Regions from separate parts of the Cricetulus griseus genome. Here region 1 is linked to region 2. The links are chromatin contacts, called in public Hi-C maps. All regions are on one chromosome and are shown on one strand. Each heading gives the region's core, a stretch centred on a gene start, on an enhancer-like site or on the middle of the called end of the contact. The rest is flanking DNA. Distances are from core to core; before and after follow the strand shown. Region 1 has its middle 110 kb from the start of Myo5b. Region 2 holds the start of Myo5b (unconventional myosin-Vb).

Region 1 (6,057 bases), core at 1,089-3,588, 110 kb before region 2:
GTGTGTGTGTGTGTGTGTGTGTGTGTGTGTGATCCTGGGATCAAACCCTGTATACCAGTGGTTCTCAATTGTGGGTCACAACCCACTTGGAAAGTCCCAAAGTCCCATATCAGATATCCTGCATATTAGATATTTGCATTACAATTCATAACACTAGCAGATTATAGTTATGGAGTAGCAATGAAATAATTTTTGGTGGGGTGTCACCATAAAATACGGGTCACAACATTAGGAAGGTTGAGAACTGCTGCTGTACATGCTAGGCAAGCAAACACTATGTCTCTGAGCTACATTCCCCAGTCTAAAGCACTGCTTCTTAGCCTTGGCTACCCTTAGAAGTACCCCCCGAGCCCCGCAACGCCGGCCGAGCTCCCCAAACTCTTTCTGATCTGAAATAGCAGGGTAGGGGCTAATAACCTTCCCAGTACTTTGAAAGTTGGACCAAGAAGGCCTTGAATTTGAGGCTGTGACTACACAGGAAGACCCCGACTTAATGAAACAAAACCCAGTTCCAAACAAAACAAACTTAAAAATCCAAACAACAAAACCCCAAAACTTCAAGGCAACACCACAGGTGAATTAAATAAGAATTTAATTTTCTATTTGAAAATGAGTGTGATACATGGAAAATGAGTTATGGAGGACCTCTATGCAAGGAGGAGGAGATATTCAGGTAAGTGGAGCCTAGCATCAAAAGAGAAGAATGAAAAGCCAGGAGTCAGTAGAGCTAGAGTTGCTGGTCAAGAGTGAGGACTGCTGACTGGGAAGTGCTGGAGTTAGAGTTGGGATGGGGGTGAGGAACCTTTCTTAGAAGGTGGTAAGAAAGAGTTCTGGCCTCAGTGTTCTGTCAGTGTTTCTGGTTCCACGGGTCTGCAGTGAAGCCCTGGGCTGGCTAAGTAAGCATTTTCCCCGCTGATGTGGAAGTTCTCAGGAATATGCTGATGGCTGCTTCAGTGGTGATGGCCAACCTTAAAAAGTACTACAACCCAAGGAGAAGGACTATAGGGGGAGTTTTACAGTGTAGTGTTTTGGTACCTGAAATCCACCCCACGACTTTACAAATGCTAGGTTACTGCACTACTGCTGAGCAACTCTAAGTCCTGTAGGAAGACTTCATGAGAGAAGGATATCTGAGGCATTTTCGTCTGTTCTTGATGCTGATGTATAGTTCCATCTCAGAGCCAATGTCAGCTGCCCGAGCTTTGGTCACTTCATCTGTCAGCCCTGAAAGAAGCATTTTTTTTTTTTTTTTTGGAATTTCAGAGAACTTAAAAATTCAGGTCCCATGTCTCACTAACAAAACGGAATTCTGGACGGAGGTGGGGGTGGGGTCCCCCACCCTGGGTGAGTTTCATGGGATGCCTGCAGTAATGCAGATGTTTCATTCGGGCTGTAGAATTCATCTGGGTGCCACCTTCTGGGGAGAGGGCTCCAGAACAATGGCCGCAGCTGGTGTATGTGTATCTTCTGGCTGAAAGCCACACTCAAGGTCAGTTGCTATGGTTCAAAGCTCAAGGCAGTGTCCTGGACCTCTGCTCTCTCACCCCACTTCTGCCAATTCTTTTCCCTTTGTGTTCTTTAGAAGTTGGAAAAAGAAGTATGAAACTGCTGTGGACAGCCAAAAGCAGGGGCAGAGGAAACAAATGACTAGGAAGGACAGAGGGGCCTAGACTACGGGAGAGAGGAGCCAAGGGAACTTGAGATTTTGTCTTCTGAGAGGAGAAGCTTGGAGTCTAGCAGGAGTCTCGGGGTGAAACAAAGTTCCCGCAGGAGAACACCGCTTTACTGATTCAGGGTTTCTGCGCAGAGAGTTCATTTTGATGAGGATAGTCTTTAGTCTGCATCAAAATCACCTTAGCAAAGAACTGTGGCATAATTCGGTTTTAATAATGAAAACGTTCAGTACAAACATAAAATCGAGAGAAAAAGTAAAGGCCTTCCAGCTGCAGACAGTTACCTCTCTCCTTTTAACTTTCCAGTTACTTTTCTTCCCTCTTTTCTCGTCTCCATTGCACTTTCGCCCATCCTCTGCCCAGGTGGTTAGGATCAGCTCCGAGCGGCAGGTGCGACACCCCGCCCGCACCTGTGCGGCGTTCGCCCGGCGACCAGCAGGGGGCGGCGGGTGCCACTCCCGGGGCTCTGCTCCTCGCCGGCCCCGCCCCCTGCCCCAGGACCCGGTGGCGACGGGGGCGCGGAGGGCTTAAAGGCTGCGGCGGCCGCCCGCAGTGAGGCGCGGGTTCCCCGTCTCTCCCTCCCTCCCTCCCTCCCTGGTCGCGTGTCCGCGCCTCCAATCCATACCTGAGCCGGGAGCTCGGCGCGCCTTCTCCCCGCCCTCCCGCCACTCCTGGCCGCGGCACCAGCGCTGCCGCCGCCCAGGGAGTAAAGGTCGTGCGGGCGGGAGCGAGCGGACGTCGGCGCCAGCTGGTCCGTCCACCCGAGAAGGGGGCGCTGAGGAGGACCTGGGACCTGTCCGGGGAGATTGCACCGGAGACCGCTGGTGCACCGAGAGCGCGCGGGCGAGCGAGGAGCCGGGCCTCAGAGGCAGCCCGGACCCAGCGTCCCGCGAGGCGCCCGGACCTCCGGCTCGACCCACGGGGACATGTCGTACAGCGAGCTCTACACCCGGGTGAGTACGGGCCCGGTGCGGCCCCGGGACACAGGTGCGGCGCGACACGCTCGGGGCCACCTTCCCCACGGTTCTCGGACGCCCCTGCCAGAGTCTCTGTGGCCTCGGTCCCCGGCACCCCCAACTTGGGTGGCGGAGAAAGTTTGGGCGCCACACCGACTGGCTGCCCCGCAGAGTCCTCCTGACAGCGGCGCAGTTCCGTCCCATGCAGGGGGCGGTCGCCACCTTCCTCTTCGCCCTTCCCTTTTCGTCCTCTCTAGGTCTTGGTCTCCCGCTGAGAGTTTGGAGCCACAGGACCGTCTCAGCCCACTGGGAGCCAGGGTAGGACACCAGTTTCCACCGAGGCATCTGGCTTGAGGCCCCGCGTCCTCTTTCATGGACCCTGCTCCCTGCAGTGCCGAGCGCCCCTCAGTTGGCCTTACTTCCCTCTCGCGCGTGGCGACCAGAGGGATCCTGAACTTGGGAGTGGGTGGGGTGAGGGGCGGTAGAGAAGTGGTGGAGGGATTTCTAGTGGCCCCAGAGAAATGCATTCTTTTAAAAATGGTGTTTAGATTATATATATAATATATATATATATATATATATATATATATATATGCGCCTGCTTGTCTGTATGTGAATTGAGAAGGCCAGAAGAGGGCGTCAGAGCCCCCTGGAACTGGAGTGGGTGCTGGGACCCGAACCAGGGTCCTCTGAAAAAGCTGCAAAGCAGAATGCAGAAAGTGCTCTTAACTGAGGAGCCATCTCTTCAGCCCCAGGAAGCCCATACTTAATTTGCCCACAATGAGCATTTTGAGGCAGCTCTTTTGGGGTTATCAGGTATTTGGAGGAGGGTTGGAGTAATTATTGACCAGCGATGGAGTTATCTTTCAGGTCAGGATTAGGAACAAGAGCTGTAGGAGGTCTCCTTCGGGTTTAGCGCGGCGGATGATGTAGTTAAAGTGGCCAGCGGCTTCCCAGGTGTTGGATCTGCAGCTGTAGCCCCTCTGGTTTCTGCCTGATCCCGCGGCAGAGGTGAACAAGCCAGAGCCTTTAGTCACTCACCCCTTTCTTCCTGAAAAAATGTTTTATATATCCCGATGTCTGGCATTTTTTTGTGCGTCTTTTCTGGTGGCAGTTTGACAGTCTTGCCTGCCTGCACGCCTCTGCGCAGAGCAGTATGTGTATGCAAGCTCGCTGTGTGTACGAAAGTCCTGTGGGTGAGTTTGCAATTCCTGTTACACCGGCCTTGTGGACAGGTCTGGGCGGGGTAGGAAGAGGAACTTCCGCATCCTCACCTGGCGATTGCTAGCTAGTGTCCAGCGCATGGGGGAGCACTTCAGCTCTATGGGCTCACGACCCACCTTACTTTGGAAAAATTAAAACCTCTTCTTTCTCCGGACCCGGTCCGGGTCAGCAAGGGCTTTAGCTGATCCAGTGGTTATGAAGGAGGGTGTCGCCTCCTTGGGGGCCAGTCCTGGATTGCCTTGGGAGTCACCAGGAACTCCAAAGCACCTTAGGTACCAGTCTCTTTGAGACGGGTGGAGAAGGTGCGAGCGAAGCTGGAACTCTTTAGCAATACGGGCTTGGGAAATGCACTCCACCTTTTACCCGTGGGAGTTAGGGGAGGAGCCTTCGGAATTCCAGCTTGCAGCTCTGGCGCTGAGGGGCTCAACAGAACCTGGTCTGGAGGCTGGAAACCAGTGAGGCAGGGAAAAGACAACCTGAGCTGGATGGAGTGTTCAGAGCTGAAGCTGTGTTCCGTGACAGTGTGCGGAGTAACAGCCAGTACAAGAGAAACTGGTAACCTCACCACACGTCCATGCAGGATGTTCTGAAGTCCCGGAGCAGACAGTATTTAAATGCTGCGTTATGAAGCTAATGACTTACTGGATACAAGAAGGTTTTGGAGATCTAGCTTCGGAAAACAAAAGACTTATACCGAATTTCTTTTCAAGTAGATCACTTGTAGGGAAAGCAATTTGATGTGAATATATTGCACGCTAATAGGAATGGTAAATTAGTGGGAGTCTGAACTTGAAGTGTTTCAAGTTCAGTGTTTTCTTGAGTTATCCATCTATGGGCAAAAACACCTGAAAGAACCAGTTAAGAAGTCAAGTATCTTCATTAGTGTGAGTGTTTGGAATAATTAAAGCAAAAACCAACAGAGTTCTACCATTATCGGATTTCAACCTGGTTTTCAGTTATTGATAAGTTATTGAATCTGAAGTCAAGGAGATTTTCTGTGGCTGACCACTAGCCTCCAGGGTGTTTTGTTTTGTTGACAGGGTATGCAGTGTTGTCTGTTCTGAAACTCATTATATAGTCCAGGGTGGCCTCAAACTCACAGATCTGTTTGCCTCTGCTTTCTGAGTGCTGGGGTTAAAAGCATGTACCACTGCAACTGGATAGCTTCTAGGTTTTTGAGTTGAGTTACCATTGCTCTTTCTGGCAGTTAAATGAACTTACACTTCAGTATGAGAAGCAGTTGGGCTGCTTTCTAACTGTTGTAACCCTACTTGCCAGGCAGGATTCTGAGTGACTATGAATCATAAATTATACAGAGACACAGTACCTGCTGTTCAGATCCACTTTGTTTCTTGGAGATGATTTGTCATTTTGTTGTATTATTGAAATATCCAATGTTCCCTTTTATTTTTAAACTACCAGTGGGCTTTCCTCATGTGTCAAAAACTAAGTTGAGGCATACACCTTAATGTATTATGCATGATGGAGATAATTATTCAGTGTAGCAACAGCTTTTTTTAAAAATGTTTGGGATGGAAATTTTATAACCCTTTATTGATCATACCTATTGCCCTAGTCGGGAGATATTATTGGAATGTAAAACATTATATAAGATGTACATAGCCTGTGGTCATTAAATAGTTCTGGGTAATAACTTAGTATATTGGTATATTTCTGGTTACTCAAAGACTTCCCTCTCCACCCTTTTCTCTCTTCAGCTTTAGGCTCATATGCTATGGTGTGTGTGTGTGTGTGTGTGTGTGTGTGTGTGTGTGTGTGTATGTGTGTGGTGGTATTGTTTTTTCTCACTGGCGAAGGGCACTTCTTATTAACAAAGATGCACTGTTTTAGAATACCCAGCCCCTTACCTATGAGGAATCGCTTTCTTTGTAGTAAGGATGGAAAAAGAAAATCAGTTAGTGAGAGACACTTTCAGAGTGTGTGACCTCAATGTGAGTCACCTTCATTGACTCCTAGAGGTGGAGTGGATAACCACTGGCTTTGTTGTCACAAGAGCTAGCTCACTATATGATATATGCTAGTGCTTGGTTTTCCAACCCCAGCATGGGGTTGATTTGTACAGGTCCCAGAAGGAAGACAAGCATGTGCTAGCCTTGGGAATGTGATTTGATGCTTGCTTGCAGAAGACAGCCTGATCTTAAAATATGTGTAATCTGGTTCCCTCAGGCCGAGGCATACAGCCT
Region 2 (7,012 bases), core at 4,245-6,744:
TGAGGCACTTTTCTCCAAGGAGCTCCAGATACTGTGCTGAGAGTTTTATGTACATGGTGAGTCCTAGCAACAGCCCTGACGGGAGCAGTTATTTCCTGATTTACAGACAAGGAAGTTGAGTTGCAGAAATAGACAATCTTGCCTGTTGATGGGAGCTGGGGCAAACACCTTACTCTTCAGGGTTGTTTTTTTCTTAAATTTCCTTGTTAAAGGAAGATGGCCAGCCACCCACTGTGGGAGAGTTGTTTTACTTCAGCCCTCATAATTCAGGGGTTCTTCACTGGGTGCAGCTGGTGTCTGGGTCCATAGACACTATCTTGAGATATCAGTAAATGTGCGGATGAGTGGGTGAGATTCCACTCAGCTGCAGTAAAGAGCCTCATTTCTCTTGATGAAACTAAAAATTTGGGAGACAATGGAACATGACTAAGTTTCCATAAGCACGGCTAGGCTAGCTGTTTTCATATTTCCTAAAACATGTGACTGCTCCTGTCAGGTACCAGGTCATTTGGGAGGGTGCCAATTTGGGGATGCTGAAATAAAACCACAGGCTTAATTTCTGTGGAGTTTTGCCCTCTTTTTACTCTCCATCCTCCCATGTTGTATCCATCAAGAAACATACAGTGGATATCTTTAGGCCCAGCAGGCTGATAGTCAGGGGTGTTGGCCTAAGCTCTCTGAAGAGCTGAGTTTAAATATCTTCATAGTAAGGGGCTTAAATTCAGTTACCTGGAGGATCTGAGGTCTCTCACCTCCCCCTCCTGCTGGGATTGGCAGGTGTGTGGAATGATTAATCCATATTGTTAACTGGACAGGATTTAGAACGACCATAGAAAGACACTCTGGCTGTGTCTGTGAGGGTGTGTCCAGAAAGGCTTAACCCAAGGAAGAAGCATCCTGAATGTGGGTGGCATCATTGCAAAGGCTGGTGTCTAGTGTTTGTCTGTCTGGGCTTTATGACTGTGAATTCGATGTGATCAGCTGCCTCATGCTCCTGTTCCATCATCTCCCTCCAGCATTATAGACCAAGCCCTCAAACATGAGCCAAAGTAGTCTTTAAGTTTCATTTATCAAGTATTTTATCAAAGCAATGAGAAAAGAAACTAAAGAGGCTGGAGAGAGGGCTCAGTGGTTAAAGAGCACATACTTTCCTTACAGAGGACCGGAGTTTGCTTTTAGCATCCATGTCGTGGGCTCACAATCACCTGTAACCCCAGCTCCAGGAGTTCTGATGTCCTCTACTGCCCTCCTCGAACATTGCATTCATGTGTGTAAACATGCACAGAGATAGATATATACACATATGCATAATTTGAAAAATTAAATATCACTAAAAATGAAAAGCAACTAATACAGATGGCACCCAAGTTTCCCTCTTTAGTACTTATTTCTACTGGAAACGGATAGCCCAACTACCAACTCACTTCTATGGTGGTGGCTTAAGTCTATGACTCGACCCTATGCTCTAACTCAGAATTGCCTTAATTGGAGATGTTTGGCTTCTGTGCTTCTTTAGGGATGGGAGCTGATGCACTCAAATTTTCCTTCTTCAATGGGCTCCAGACAGAGTTTATGCCTTGTGCTGGCTACTTTTACTTCAACACAAGTGACCTTCATTTGGGAAGAGGGAAGCTCAATTGAGAAAATGTCCCCACCAGATTGTCCTGTGGGCAATTTTCTTGATTGTTGATTGATGTGGGAGGACCCAGCTCAGTGTGGCACTAGAAAAAAGTAGGCAGAGCAAATGGGTAACAGCACTCTATCATGGCCTCTGTCCTGATTTTCTTCAGTGGTAGAGTGCTATCTGAAAGTGTAAGATGGAATCAACCTTTTCCTTCCCAAATCGCTGTTGATCATGGTGTTTGATGACAGCAATAGAAAACTAAGATATGTCTCTGGTCAAATGTTTGTTGACTGTGTGTATGTTCCACTCTGTTAGGAGGTCCCTACCTATGGCCTGGGCTAAGTGACTCTGGCTAGTATTTAGTTACAGCACTGAACACATCCGAATCAGGTGACTGTTCTGCACTTGGCCCCCACACAGATATGCATCAGCAGGCAGAGAATGCTTTCAGTCACCAAGCTAAGCCATTTGCCCTTTTTGGCTCTTCTTAGGGAGCACAATCCAGACCGTTTTGCTTTAGACCAAGTCGTCATTGCACCTGAGTTGTCAGTGTGCCTGATATGTTACAGAGAAACTCCCTGGAGGCCTTACCTTTATGCCTTCACACTTGTTTTCATGTATGATACTGTTATACATGACACTTTATTCATATAAAATACCTACTCAGCAGGATTTGGACCCCTCCCCAAGAAGATCAGTATTTCTCTTGGTCGGTGGTCAGAGTGGAAGGTTTAGAGGCAGAGGCTGGGGTCTTTGCTCTGGGTCTGCAAAACCCCCTCACATTCAGCTCTCAGAAGCCTGGGCAGATTGTCTATTGTGTCTAAACCCCGGATTCTTCTGTTTATAACACCACTGTCCTTGACTTGGATTTGAGACCAAGCTGATATGATTAAAGGACTTCATGTGAGTTACCTTAGTGTAAGGTGATAGAGGTGGCACTAATAATGCCAGGAGGAGAATCCTTCAAGTGCCCGTGTTCTCTTACTGCACGTTTCTTCTTTGCTCTGAGGATCACTGAAGTAGTGATTGTAATTATGTGATTATTTCATCATTTGGAAAGTTAGTTTGAGGTTTTGTTTTGTTCTAATGTACTGCTCTGGATCTACCCCCTAGAGAGTTAATTATTCAAATGTGGGATGTGGCTGTTAGTGTCCTTGTGTTTTAAAGGTCTACAGATAGTTTTTATCTATCAGCCAGCACCAAGAATCACTTCTCTCAGTTTTTGGAGTGAAAGGGGCTAGATTCAGTTACTAAACATAAGGCAAGGTTTAGTAACTTAAGTACAGAGACCTGAGAACACTAAAATAATTGAAGCAATAGACTTATGTCCAAATTGGTGTTGGTATCTAGAATCCTACCAGGGTCCTGCTTTTCATACAACATGGTATACATAGCACCACTGCCATCATTCTCTGATACCCATTTAATTTTTGGTAACTGTTTGAGGTAGATAAAGTTTTCATCCTAATGTTCATCTGAGGAGGATGGCGTTCAGACATATGCAACAGCCCACTCAAGACAGTAAGTTTTGGCCACTGACCTGTCTTGTAGAGCCCAGAAACCTACCACAGTGCATATGTGGACAAATGGTGTGCTCTTGCAGACATCATGTTTGCATTTGCCCGAAACGTTTTAGTTGAGAATGCTGGCAAAAGGATGCCTCTATATCCATGAGGATCTCTGTACTCCCCAAAGAGGTTACTCAGGCAAACCACGCAGATTGCTGGTTCTCAAGGTGCTTGTGCATTGGATTCATCTGGGAAGCTTTCACACTGCCTGATTCCCACCCCCAAGGTTGATGGAGATAGTCTAGGGTATTGTCTGGCTTGGGAATTAATAAGCTCCTGAGTGACTGTAATGTGCAGCCAGAGCTCAGAGCACGGTTGTCATAGGCAGCCACTCTCCAGCTGCATGTTTCGATGCCACTGGAGACAGAGGCAGGGAGCAAAGGCCTTGAGAACAGCTCCGTGCTAATCTTTAACATTTGATGTAGTCATCCCTAGTTAATATATGGGCTCCTTCCCAGATTACCTCTTACTTGGTTATAATAATAATACTTCATTTGCTCTTCATAAAGGAGCTAAGCGTGGCTAAAATACAGTAGTGACAGATTCTGTAACTCTGTAATTAGGATACTGAGTGAACTTGTCCTCAGACAGTCTGCTGTCTTACATTCAGTGAAGCTGCTAGAGCTTAGATCTGAGAGAAACTCTCAAAGGTGTGAAAAATAAAAGGCTGGAAGTAACTCAATGGTAAAGCACTGTCTAACATATGCCAGGTACTAGGTTCAGTCCTCCAGGTCCTCCCACACACACTCAATTCAGAACTGTTTTAAGTGGATTTACTGCTTTTGTCCAGGACTGAAATTTGGTCCCCAGCACCTACATGATGGCTCACACACACCACTTGACTCTGGTTCCAGAGGATCCCATGTTCTCTCTGGTCCTGTGTAGGAATCTGCAGACATCTGATACACATAAACTCAGGCAAATACACATACACACACATAAAAGAAGACAAGTTTCTTGAAAATATGTATTGTTACAGTTTTCCTACAGGTTAGTAGTAAGAACGCATGACAAGAGAAGGTTTGCATACTCCATGGTTTTGGACCCTCTCTAGTACAACAATGTGGTGGACTTTAGGGGAGGGTTGCTGTTTGGTTTTTATAATTTTTTTAAATTACAATTATGTCATTTTCCCCTTCCCTTTTCTCCCTCTAACTCATCCCATGCCCCCACCCCAGCTCTCTCTCAAATTCATGGTCTCTTTAGTTATTGGACTATATATATGAATATATATGTGTGTATACACACACATATTCCTTAATACACAAATACAATCTGCTCCACCTATAATGTTACCTGTATGTATATAATCTCTGGGCTGACCACTTGGTATTAGATAAGCAGTTTGGGGCTCTTCTCTCGGGAAGACCACTTCTCTTTTCCTTTGGAAGATTGCATGGCTCTTTCTGGTACCATGAAAGGTAGTCCTCCAGGAGGTGGCTTTAAGTCAATCCTAGCTCCAGTCCTCTGGGTCTTGCATCTGAAGGGCATGATGTCTTCAGCAATAAGGACTTACTTTCCATCTCTGGGGGCAGGAAAGGGGAATCTCTTGGACAACCCTGACCAACAACTCAAAAGGGGAGTCTCATGCTTGGGAGTTTTTGTTAGTCTATGGCCCTTGGAGGAAGTGTTGTCAGTCCACATGAGAAGATTGCATTTCAATTGTATATGTGTATGTGTACACAGAATATATATATATATATGTATATATATATATACATATATATATAATCTCTCTGCCTAAATTATGATATATAATTTTAGGCAGGGAGATAACAGTATGCTTCTTTATAACTTTTTCATACATTATTACTGTATTTATCTTTCCATTTTGCCCCTTTCCCTCTTCAGGTCAACTGTACCCTGCTACTCCCCTCTGTTGCTCTCCTCCTGCACTTTCGTGGTTGCTGCACTTGCTCCAGGCTTTATACTCACATCGTTTTAACTGAGAGCAAATATTTCATGCATGCACTCTGTCTGGCTGTATAGCATTTGCGTCACTCCTGGAGATGTCTCCTTCAAATCCCTTTCCTCTCCACAGCCCCATCACACCTGGCTACCCTCCCCTTCTCAAGTCCCTTGCTAGTTACTGTGGCGTCTCTCCCTTTCCAGTCTGTGGGTCTGCTTTCTTATTGTTTATTTTGTGCTGGTGATACTTTGTGCATATTTCAGAGACCATGCCTTACCTTAAGTCATGTGGGCAAGTGAGGGTGGCAGTGTTTGCAAAGCTAGAATGCAAAGTTGGTGTATCATTAAATCACCCTTGAACGTGCTGTAAATTGCCCATTGTGTGTGCTAAGTATGATGTTGGGTGAGTGTCCCTGTTGAGTAATTTGTAGGAGCTTCAAGTGGAGAACCCATAGAGGATAAATGTAAGAGGCCAGAGGCACGGGGAAGCCAGCCTGTAGATGCAGCCACCCTGCATTCAGAACAGAGGAGAAATGTCACACAGGTTGTTATTGGAGGGAGACTGGGAAGATTTATGATAGCATGTGGCACGGACTGGCACAGGCTACTCGCCAAGTGTTTACTGGATTTTGGTCTGAGGTTTGTCCAGTAAGATCTGAATCTGCAATGCCTTCCTAAAGCCACATTAGAACGAAGCTGCCTGGTTCTTCTTTCTCAGCCAGATATATCTTCCCTGCCCTCCTTGTCTCTTCTGCATGGACTGAGTAGCCATTATCCACCCTGACCCCCAACACACACACACACACACTTAGGAGTTGTCCCATCACTCCTTCAACTATATTTTGATGAGTATCACCTGCCCTACTAGGTAGGTTCCTGAAGTTTGGGCAGTTGATTTCCATGTCTGTACTGGATTATGTGGTGCTCAGGGCAATATATTTTAGGTAAAACCAGGCTCCCCTATAAGATGCATTCCATTTTTAATCACTGAGCACACCTGCTAGATGTGCTGAATCCTAAGGATTCAAAGTAATGTGTCTAGAAGATCTTGCAATCATGAAATGAGACTCACTTGAAAGAAATGACTGTGAAGCCAGAAAGGAAGCTAATCAGACAGATTTACTATGGTCTCAAAGGCTAACTTTTTTGATGATAGTAGTCAATAAAAAGGTGATGATAGTCAGTGAAAAGGTGATCATAGTAGTCAGTGAAAATGTGTGGTTGAGGATGTTTACATCATGGTGGGCCACAGAGTCAGAAGACAGTGGCTGGATCAGAGCAAGGGATGAAGGCAGGTATAACCATCACAACCCCCCCCCACAAGTCCACTAGTGTCATGATTTCAGCTAGGCCAAACATCCTAAAGGGTCAGGGCCTCCTGGATTAGCAGGTCCAGGGTCCAAAATCATTTAGAGCATGAGGAGATATTTTGGATTTATACCATTAACAGTGGGTGCCTTTGACTTGTTGGCCACTTCCACTGAATGTAGACTGTGAAGTCTTGCTGTGCTTCCCTGTGTTTGACCAGTATTATTTTACTAATTATAACATGCTCCATCCTTCTGTTTTGTGTCTCCTTTTAAAAGGGTGGTAAGCCTGTGTTGAGCTGTCTCCTGAAAGAATTTTAATGTGACTATCACGTTTTCTTAAGACTGAGAGGGTGCTGTTGTAAACTAGTCCTATGAACTATTTATTATTTATAATATTGAATCATCTTGTGTCTTTAGTGGGACTCATGGTATATGGATGTTGCTGTAGAATATTTTCCTGACAACTCCTTTATAGATGCTGACACATGCTTTGGATGCTTTGCTTTGTGTCTAAGTCTCTTTTCTTCTCATCTTTCAGTACACAAGGGTCTGGATCCCTGACCCAGATGAAGTGTGGCGCTCAGCTGAATTAACCAAGGACT

Evidence for each region. A called contact is a pair of places that touch in the nucleus more often than the background predicts.
Region 1: a contact with region 2 is called in a Hi-C map of the CHK-Q cell line, with 6 times the contacts expected there. The contact joins the enhancer-like site here to the promoter of Myo5b in region 2. A contact is called at or near these places in 2 of 8 Hi-C or Micro-C datasets (the CHK-Q cell line and the CHO-K1 cell line).

Annotation. Positions count from the first base shown.
Region 1 is chr2:165,417,327-165,423,383 of CriGri-PICRH-1.0, reverse strand. No RefSeq gene overlaps it. Among named protein-coding and RNA genes, the nearest start is that of Myo5b, 110 kb to the right of the region's middle. Within about 2 kb of position 2,338, at least 1 of the 6 cell types and tissues checked has open chromatin away from gene starts, as enhancers often do.
Region 2 is chr2:165,306,885-165,313,896 of CriGri-PICRH-1.0, reverse strand. It overlaps Myo5b (unconventional myosin-Vb), which reads left to right and starts at 5,494. Exons shown (of 40, transcript XM_035438715.1): 1 at 5,494-5,503; 2 at 6,926-7,012. The coding sequence starts at 5,494.